Linked DNA regions of Mus musculus: all the other regions are linked to region 1. A link is a contact called in public HiCAR-type and HiChIP or PLAC-seq data. All regions are on one chromosome and are shown on one strand. The core of a region is the stretch at or near the end of the contact, and the rest is flanking DNA. Distances in the headings are between cores, read along the strand shown. Region 1 holds the start of Fgfr3 (fibroblast growth factor receptor 3). Region 2 holds the start of Dok7 (docking protein 7). Region 3 holds the start of A930033C23Rik (a long non-coding RNA gene).

Region 1 (2,729 bases), core at 119-2,618:
ATGGATGCTCAGCTCCCAGTTACAGAGTGTGGAGGGTTCTGATAAATCCTCCAGACGAAGGGCGTGGAAATAGGGGTCAGAGCTCACATTCTGGTTCATTTACTGATAACTAATCTGCCAATAGATTAGGGGAGAATGTCTGCTATGACCCCCTGGGGTGGCATCCTGGGAGAGGACCTGTGGGCAGCTGCCTGGGGGTGCCATGGGAACCCAGGACTGGATTCTAGCCAGTCTGCAGGGAGGGGTCCTTGGCCAGAGCAGGAGTAACAGTAGGCAGAGCTGCCCAGCTCTAGGGTGGACACACAGGGATGAGAGCATGAGGGTTCTGGGGCCAGGGCTTTCCCTGCTCAGCTATCTGGGAAAGATAAGGGTGATGAGTAAGCCAGTGAAAGGTGTTCGTAACCCACGAGCCATTCCCCCCCCCACCCCCCCCATGAGCAGTTTTAAGTTCTTCAAGCCACATACAGCCAGACTGGGCAGAAGCACTGAGCCAGGTCCCCATGTATCTGGCTCCCATAGGCTTCATCAGACCTTGTGGAACTTGTCTGAAAGTGAGACAAGGTTCCCTGCCTTGTGAGGGTAGAGAGGCCATCAGTCACAGGGTGGTTGCTGTTACAGAAGTTCTGCCAGGCAGGACCTACAGCTTGCCAGCATGATGGGGTGACCAGGCTGATCCTCCAGGGACCAGCTGTCATTGTGACACTCCCCAGATGGAATGTGTCCCACATGATGGGCGTGCTGTGCTAGGACATCCATAGGTTGGAGTTCAGGCAGCCTTAGGGTAGGGCAGGCTCCCCTGCTTTGTATCCCCAGCTCTTCTCGCTATTCCGAGAGGCTGGGTAAGTTTCTTCCAAAACCTGTGTGTTCTTGGGGAAGTGTGGACATCGTTCCTGAGCAGGATGCAGGCAGCTGGTTAGTTTGATAAATACAGCAGCGTGTCCGTCTTTTCTAGGGTGCAATCCCTGGGTCTTTCATCATGTAAACTCTGCTCCATCCTTCACTGGAAGACCTGTTCACACGTATTTGTATTTGTCTTCCTGGAACTGTCAGGCTTTGTACCTGAGGATTTAGTGCTCTTTGCACAGGGTTCATTCAGCTCAGGGGGCCAGTTCACTGTGAAGACGCCCTAACACCTAGACCCCCACCGAAGTCAACCTTCTGAGCCCTTGAGCACAGCTTTATTGGAGGGAGAAGCGTGCTGGTAGACAGTCCTGAGCTCGGCATTGCTTCAAGGGGTCGAGCGTGCGACCCTTGCCTCGCCTGCTCCGCCCCAGCTGGGCTCCCACGCCCTCTGGGACCGCCCGGCGCCCCCGCCTGACCACGCCTCTTCGGATCTCCCGCCCCCTGGCCGCCGGGGAAGGGGAGTGTTCGGGGCGTGGCGGGAGCACCCCCCAACCCCCGCCCGGGCTGCTGCGCGCCGGGCAGCCCCAGTTCAGTGCACTGTGGCAGCGGGGGTGGCGGGAGCAGCTGGCGCCGTGCGATCCACTCCGGCGGGGGGACTCAGTGGTGGGCGGCCGGCCACTGGGACAGAGGAGACCCTGGAAAAGCGGGCCGAGAGACGGAGCCGCGCGTGGTGAGTTGGGCTCTAGCGGCCGCCAGGTTAGTGTGAAGGACTCGGCTGGCACTCGGAGGTTCCGGGCGGGCTCAGAAGCAGTCAGGGGGTGAGATATGCGGGAAGTGGAGCGGTTCGTAAGTGCGGCGAGGCCGGGGCAAGGCGCGGGCTTCCCGCTCTGGAAAGTTTGCGGCTACTGCCTCCGTCCTGGGAGGGCTCTGCGGCAACCAGGGAGGGAAGGAGGAGGGAGGAACCGCGGCTGGGAGGAGGCGGCCGGCGCCAGGCAGCCCGGGAGAGAGCTAGGAGTCGGCGGGCGGGGCGGCCGGGGGTCGGGGTTCAGGAGCGAGGCCGCGCTTCCCCGCTGCCCTCCGGAGTAACTCAGTGCTCTCCTCCTGTAGTCTCCACAGAGGCGTTCTCCCACCGGCGCCGGAGCCGGGCGTGGGGGGTTGCAGCATGCCCGCGCGCGCTGCTTGAGGACGCCGCGGCCCCCGCTCTGGAGCCATGGTAGTCCCGGCCTGCGTGCTAGTGTTCTGCGTGGCGGTCGTGGCTGGAGCTACTTCCGAGCCTCCTGGTCCAGAGCAGCGAGTTGTGCGGAGAGCGGCAGGTAAGGACTGACCCAAGGTGTTCTTCTGGGGGCCGGCCCTGAATCACAGGGGCTTTGGCAATGGTGAACAGCCCTTGGGTGAGGAAGGGGCGTCGGGTTGATTAGCACCACAGGGGCTAGTGCGCCGAGGTTTGTCCCCTGCCCCGCAGATCGCTGTCAGCTCGGACGCGGCAGTTTATAGGGGTGTCTGTAGGCTGGGAGCCACCACCCAAGTGCGAGGCGTCACGTGGACCGGTGCCCGTGACGGTGGTCCCAGGCAGAGGGGCGTTGGGAAGGCGCGCGAGCTGACTTCCCACGATTCCTATTGTTGCTTCTCGAATTTGAGAGGAGGAAAAATGCCTGTTATTGATTCAGCCGTTCTCCCGGAACAGTTCTTCCTCTGCTTCAGCTAAAGGAAGGCTGGACGTTGCGGGGTGGATAGTAGTATCCCAGCCAAAGCTCAGCTTCAGGGTTTCGCATGACAAGGTGACAGCTTCAGTGCGGCTGCTCCCCTCTTATCCTGTAGGCGGCCTGAGGGGTCGGTTCCCAGGGGCGCGCACAGACTGCCCTTCAGGCCGCACGCTGGGAGATGAG
Region 2 (2,700 bases), core at 141-2,640, 1.3 Mb after region 1:
CTGAGTCGGTTCCCCAGGGGCCTTCAGTGTGTGGGTAGTATGAATGGGGCTCTGTGGCCAGCAACAGTTTAGTGGAAGGCACTGGTGTGCCACATAGGTTATACAGGATAGAGGAACATATAGAGTGCCTTCCTAGACCTGGTGCCCTCTCCCCATCAAGATAACCAGGAAAACATTAAAAGCAGCCCTGTGACCCACTGAAGGTTTGCCCTCCAGATTCTCTAGAGGGGCTGTGGCAAGGACTCTCGGGTTGAGTACTGCTCTGGGGTCAGTACTTGTGGGTCCATCCTGGCCATGAGTCCTGACACCACTCTGACCCTCAGTTTCTCTATAAGGGGTAGACAGGAAGCAGTCTAAAGAGTCTGGGCAGGATATAGTGAAGACGCACGCACTGCGCGAACAGTTTGACACGTAGCCCTTTTCTACCCGGGTCAGAGCTCCTTGGGGTCGGGGATCAGGATGGGCAAATTCATCAAGCTTCATTGTGTGTCTGAGTTTATTTTGCTAGATGCAGTTAGTTGGCAATTGTGGGTGTTCTCTGTTCCCTGGGGTGCTAAGTCATGTATCTGGGGAGTCTATGACATAGGTCTAACAAATGCTTAAGTTCCACAGTAAGCTGGGGTGGTGGTATAAAACTTAGCACCGGCCTTAAGCAACCTTAACCTGGGCAACAGGCTGGGGTAGAGAAATTCAGAGGCTCTGAGGGCATTTGGCTGGACAGGGGGATACTAGGTGAGGCTGTTCCCAGGCAGCATGGATCCCTAGGCTCTTCATGCTGTAAGGCTGGTGCAAGCTGGCCTTCAGAAGTAGGAGAGACCAGCCAGGGAGACCTGGGGCAATGAGGTGACATAGTGGGCTCTGGTCCTGGCAGCCACTGAGGTCTGCTCTGCCAGATACTCAAGTTGAATGGGAGGGACAGTGACCTGAAGAGTACATATGCCCACTTTCTCATCTGCCTGGAGGGCGGCCACCTCTGGCGATGGGGAAGGCCTAGGGACTGGATAATGTATTGGACCTGGGCTGTTGGTCTGTTGTCAGGGGTGCCTCGTGGCCCCATGAGATGGAGGAAGGGCAGGTGCAAAGGATGAAGCCATTGAAGCCAAACCAAAACTGGGACTGGGCAGGCACAAGGCCACAAAGCCTTCTGTGGGGTTGTCTTGGGACAGTTTTCTTCCCTTTGGGAAACTGCCCCTGTCCCAGTTTCTCCTCCCAGGCTGAGTTTCGTTCTCCAGAGGCTGCTTCAGATGGTCTTAAGCAGTGGTCCTGAGACCTGGCAGGAGCAGCGTGGGCTGGCAGCCAGCAGAGTGCAGAGGCTGTCCAAGGCCACTGCCACCTACTGGCTTGCACTTTACTAGGGTCTTAAAGACTGAGGCCCGGGGTGCCCCGCCCAGTCTCCCCCACATCCAGGTCCCCGTGTCGCTGCGCCCCGCCCGCCGCGCCGGGCCCGCCCTCCTGGCGCAGCCCAAGGCCCTCCCGGAGCTATTTTGAAAGTGACCCTGGGCTCAGGCGCCCAGGACGCGTGGAGAGGGCGCAGCGGGCGGCGGGAACCATGACAGAAGATGACCGAGGCAGCGCTGGTGGAGGGCCAGGTCAAGCTGCGGGACGGCAAGAAGGTTGGGGCGCCGCGGGGGCGCGGGGCGGGGGCGCGCTTGGGTGGGGGCGGGGGCGCGGAGCGGGCGCGCGCGGGCGGCTTCTCACGCTGTCCTGTCTCCGCAGTGGAAGAGTAGGTGGCTGGTGCTGCGCAAGCCATCGCCGGTGGCAGGTGAGCGGCGGGGCCGCGGGCGGGACGGCGGGTGGCGGGTCTCAGCGAGCCATCCGGACCCTGCCGGCCCTACAACCGGTGGCTGAGGTGCCAGCTCTCCCGAAATAGCCGCGGGGGAGCCGCTGAAACCCAGCCCCACGGCGGTAACCGGAGAGTCGAAGCCGCTCGGGCGCCCGGACCCTGGGACCTGGCCACCCGCAACACAGACCTAACCGGTCCCCGAGTGTGGTGTTGTGGGGGTCCCAGTTCCTGTGTGGGCCAACACCTTTCCTGGACCAGCAGAAGCCCAGAGGGGCTGCAGCCTACCCATGGAGGAGCAGGCAGAATGTGCCTCGGTGATATAGGTGTCCTGGTGAAAATGTATCAGGAATTCCTAAGCCGCATCCCAAGCAGTGCCACCTCCTCCCAATCCCATACCCTCAGGTAGAGAAAAGATGGTCTGCCAGGTAGGAAGAGTCCTGTTTCTGTGTCCCAGGACCTTTACTTTGTTTGGGGGAGACACACTTCTGAGAAAAGAAAGTGGTACCAGGGTCTGCTCCCCTCAGTATGAGGAGAGCCAGGAAGGAGCCAGGGCAGCTCTGCAGCTCCAGCCTGGGACTGCAGCTGTTTCGGGAGACAGGTGCCTTGGAGTTGGCCCAGGATCCAGGGGTCTGTAGGGGAAGTTGGGTGGGGGCGCGTGTGTGGCTGCCTCACACATGTGCAGGCAGCCAGAGTGACTTCCAGGATGCTGGTGCCTGTCAGCTCCCTGGAGGGGTGGCACAATTCACTAGCTGCTTTTGTGAACAGTCTCCTTTTGTCTGGCTCCTGGTTCCACGGTGTCTTCACTCAGTCCTTCAAGCCCAGACCTTCTGTGGCAAAGCCTGGAGGGCTTCGGGGGGGGGGGGGGGCACGGTTCTTGTCTTTGGCATTCCAGGATATCCGGGGAGAGGGTGATTGGA
Region 3 (2,700 bases), core at 51-2,550, 1.7 Mb after region 1:
CTGGGATGGGGCCCGATACTCCCATCTTAAGACTGCGAGCGCCGAGCCTCGCAGCTGCACAGTGCCCCCACAAAAGACAGGGGTGCTATCCTAGTTGTGTGTTCGAAAAATAATCAGTCCCAGTCTGACTCCAAGGCTCACGCATCCCGTGATCTGGGAGACGGAAGCAATGTTGGGATTTCTTTTCAACTGGGCAAATGAGGGGGCCAGAAGTGGGAGAGCCCACTGTCTCTCAACTCCTTCCAGAGAGTTCTCTACACCAGGGAGTAGATCTGAGGGCCCTACACTGGAATTCATTCGTTTCCTTTTTAAAAGCTTGGAGACAGAAGCTAGAACTCACCCGGAGCCTAGTAGGACTTCCTCAGACCTCCAGGCCGTTCAGACAGCAAACAATGATAAGCAAGCAAGCAGAATGATGCCACGTGCCCTTAGGGCTGACCGAAATTGGTTGTGGAGAAAAGACCTTAATCATTTTCCGGATCCACTTTACCTCCTAAGGGCGGCTGTGAAGAACGGGAGGCTTGCCTCTGAGCATCCCCGCTCCCCAGCAGTGTCCAGGCCCAGTCTTACCTGGTCATTGTATGTACAAGTCCATTGTGGCCCCAAGATATGTCGCAGCCCACACCCCTCCTCTTTTTTCTAGAAGGGAACAATACTTTGGGCCAGCAAGAAGAAGGGCTTTTGGGGGACAGAGAGAATGGAATGGGGACGCTGTTCAAATCTTGAAGAAGCTCATTCTTTTCTGGGGCCTCTATTCACCCACCTTAATATCATGGGACCTACCTGGTGGAGCCATGTGCCCAGGCTCTGATCCAGGGCCTGAGCCTTGCCTTTACTGTGGGATTCGATGTCCCTCGTAGCAACATAGGACTAGTTGGGAGAGCATTGTGCCCCTAAGCCTAGGGTCTTGCGCTCAGAGTGGGCTCTGCATAGGTTTGGGTATCTTAGTATCCAACTCTCTGCCCAAACATGGAGGAGTAGAAGCCACTGTCTGAGGGAATCTAAGGTTCCAAAATGTCCAGCTGAGGAGCCACTGTCACTTCCCCAGGAGCTCTGCCATCCCTCATCCAGTGTCAGAACTCTCTTTCATCTGTTTCTTTAGAACCTCACTCTTGGCTTCGCCCCTTGAGGTCACTGTACCCACCTGATGTTGGCTTCACCCCACCGAGGTCACTGTTCCTACACGACATAAATGGCTCTCGAAGCTTGACAACCACAGCGCCTTTACATCTAGATTTGGATTGAGTTTTCTTTCTGAAATTTCTAAAATCCATTTCCCCCAAATGGGCAGGAGCCTCGCATGCTCGGCGGCAACCCCCACCCCCCCCCCCACCCCAGCGGCCTGGCCGCATTGATCCCACGCCTTACAGCACATCACATTAGCCTAATGGTTTCTCTGATGATTCAACTTCTTTTCCTTAAGAGCCGCCCCTCGGCCCTCCACCCTCCGCCGCGCCGAGGACCTCGCCCCTGGGACCCGCAGCCCGCGGGGAGGCGACGCGCTCCGGAGCCGGCGAGGCGCGCAGGGCGGCGGGATGTAACCGGTGGTCCGCGGGGAACCTGGCGCTCACCTTAGACTAGATCTTCAGAGGCTTCCGGAGTCAGACCCTCGAACCTTCCGACTCAGACCGGAGAAGAGCCAGGCAGCTCCGAAGCACAGCGACCGCTTGGGCCCCTGCCCTGGGACACGGACCCATGCTTCGGCCCTTCTGCCGGGGCAAGCAGGGCCCAGGCAGGCCTCCCCGGCCGCTAGCCAATCGGTTCTGCACGTCCCCATCTGCGCGCAGAGAAGCGGTGTTCGGTATAGAAAATTAAACACACGCGCACACGCGCGAGCGCGCACACACACAGAAGGGGCTTTCCAAATTCAGGCACCCACGGATAGCTGAGTTTTTTTCTTTTTCTTTATCTTTTCTTTAAATGTTGTTGTTGTTGTTGTTTTGTCTCTCTGTGTAGACCAGTCTGGCCTCGAGCTGAGAGAGAGATCCATGTGCCTTTAATCTGTTGAGATTAAAGGTTTGCCACCACCAATCCTGGCTGAGTTTTGTTTTGATTTTGACATATTCTTAGTTTTGCAGGGCTGGCGATGAAATTCAAGGTTTCAAGTAGGCTTCAAGCCTGAGCGTTCACTAACCCGTTCATTGGTTTGTTTGCAAATAGGAAATGTATTGTCGGAGCAGAAAAATTAAAGGTGTGATCAAGCATGCTGGAAGAAAAGCTCTCTTCCGGCCTCCAAGATGAAAACTCACTCCAGACAGACAAGTCTGCTTATTATTATTATTATTATTATTATTATTACTATTATTATGATAAGATCTGCCTTGTAGCTCAGGCTGACTTCCAGCTCCTGGCCCTCTTAACCTCACTCACCTCCTAAATGCTAGCTTTATAGACCCCACCTGAAGTTTACAAGCCCTGAAGTTCTCAAGAGTATGGAATCCACTTGTATAGTGTGGAACCTCTCACCAAATCCTTAAAGGAAAAAAAAAGTTCGTTTTCACTTAGATACAGTAAAGGTTTAAACTGAGAGACACCCCCCCCCAGGCTGGGGGTTTGAGCTTTCCAGGTGGGACTGGCAAATTGTCAGCAAAATAAACACAAATAAAAACCCAGTATGTCCTCACGGCTCCCTGTTCCTCCACCCATTCTGTTTTATCAAAGCTACCAATGCATCCATCATATGTAAAATCTAATGCACAT

Evidence for each region. HiCAR-type assays count read pairs that join an accessible place to other places. HiChIP or PLAC-seq counts read pairs in DNA pulled down with a chosen protein or histone mark.
Region 2: a contact with region 1 is called in a HiCAR-type map of astrocytes, with 2.4 times the contacts expected there. The contact joins the promoter of Dok7 here to the promoter of Fgfr3 in region 1. A contact is called at or near these places in 1 of 39 promoter capture datasets (liver), 1 of 115 datasets of contacts at active chromatin or transcription factors (astrocytes) and 1 of 9 other capture datasets (adipose tissue).
Region 3: an H3K4me3 HiChIP or PLAC-seq map of embryonic stem cells shows a contact between it and region 1, with 9 times the contacts expected there. The contact joins the promoter of A930033C23Rik here to the promoter of Fgfr3 in region 1. A contact is called at or near these places in 9 of 484 Hi-C or Micro-C datasets (all in embryonic stem cells), 2 of 115 datasets of contacts at active chromatin or transcription factors (both in embryonic stem cells) and 1 of 9 other capture datasets (embryonic stem cells).

What each region holds. Positions count from the first base shown.
Region 1 is chr5:33,720,356-33,723,084 of GRCm38.p6, forward strand. Fgfr3 (fibroblast growth factor receptor 3) reads left to right here and starts at 1,369. Exons shown (of 18, transcript NM_008010.5): 1 at 1,369-1,573; 2 at 1,951-2,156. The coding sequence starts at 2,054. RefSeq lists promoters at 1,214-2,054, 1,214-1,418 and enhancers at 1,574-1,950, 1,781-1,839.
Region 2 is chr5:35,055,376-35,058,075 of GRCm38.p6, forward strand. Dok7 (docking protein 7) reads left to right here and starts at 1,391. Exons shown (of 10, transcript NM_001348478.1): 1 at 1,391-1,613; 2 at 1,717-1,762. The coding sequence starts at 1,560.
Region 3 is chr5:35,398,255-35,400,954 of GRCm38.p6, forward strand. It overlaps A930033C23Rik (a long non-coding RNA gene), which reads right to left and starts at 1,301. Exons shown (of 3, transcript XR_003955880.1): 1 at 571-1,301; 2 at 1-434. It also overlaps a transcript of Hmx1 not described here.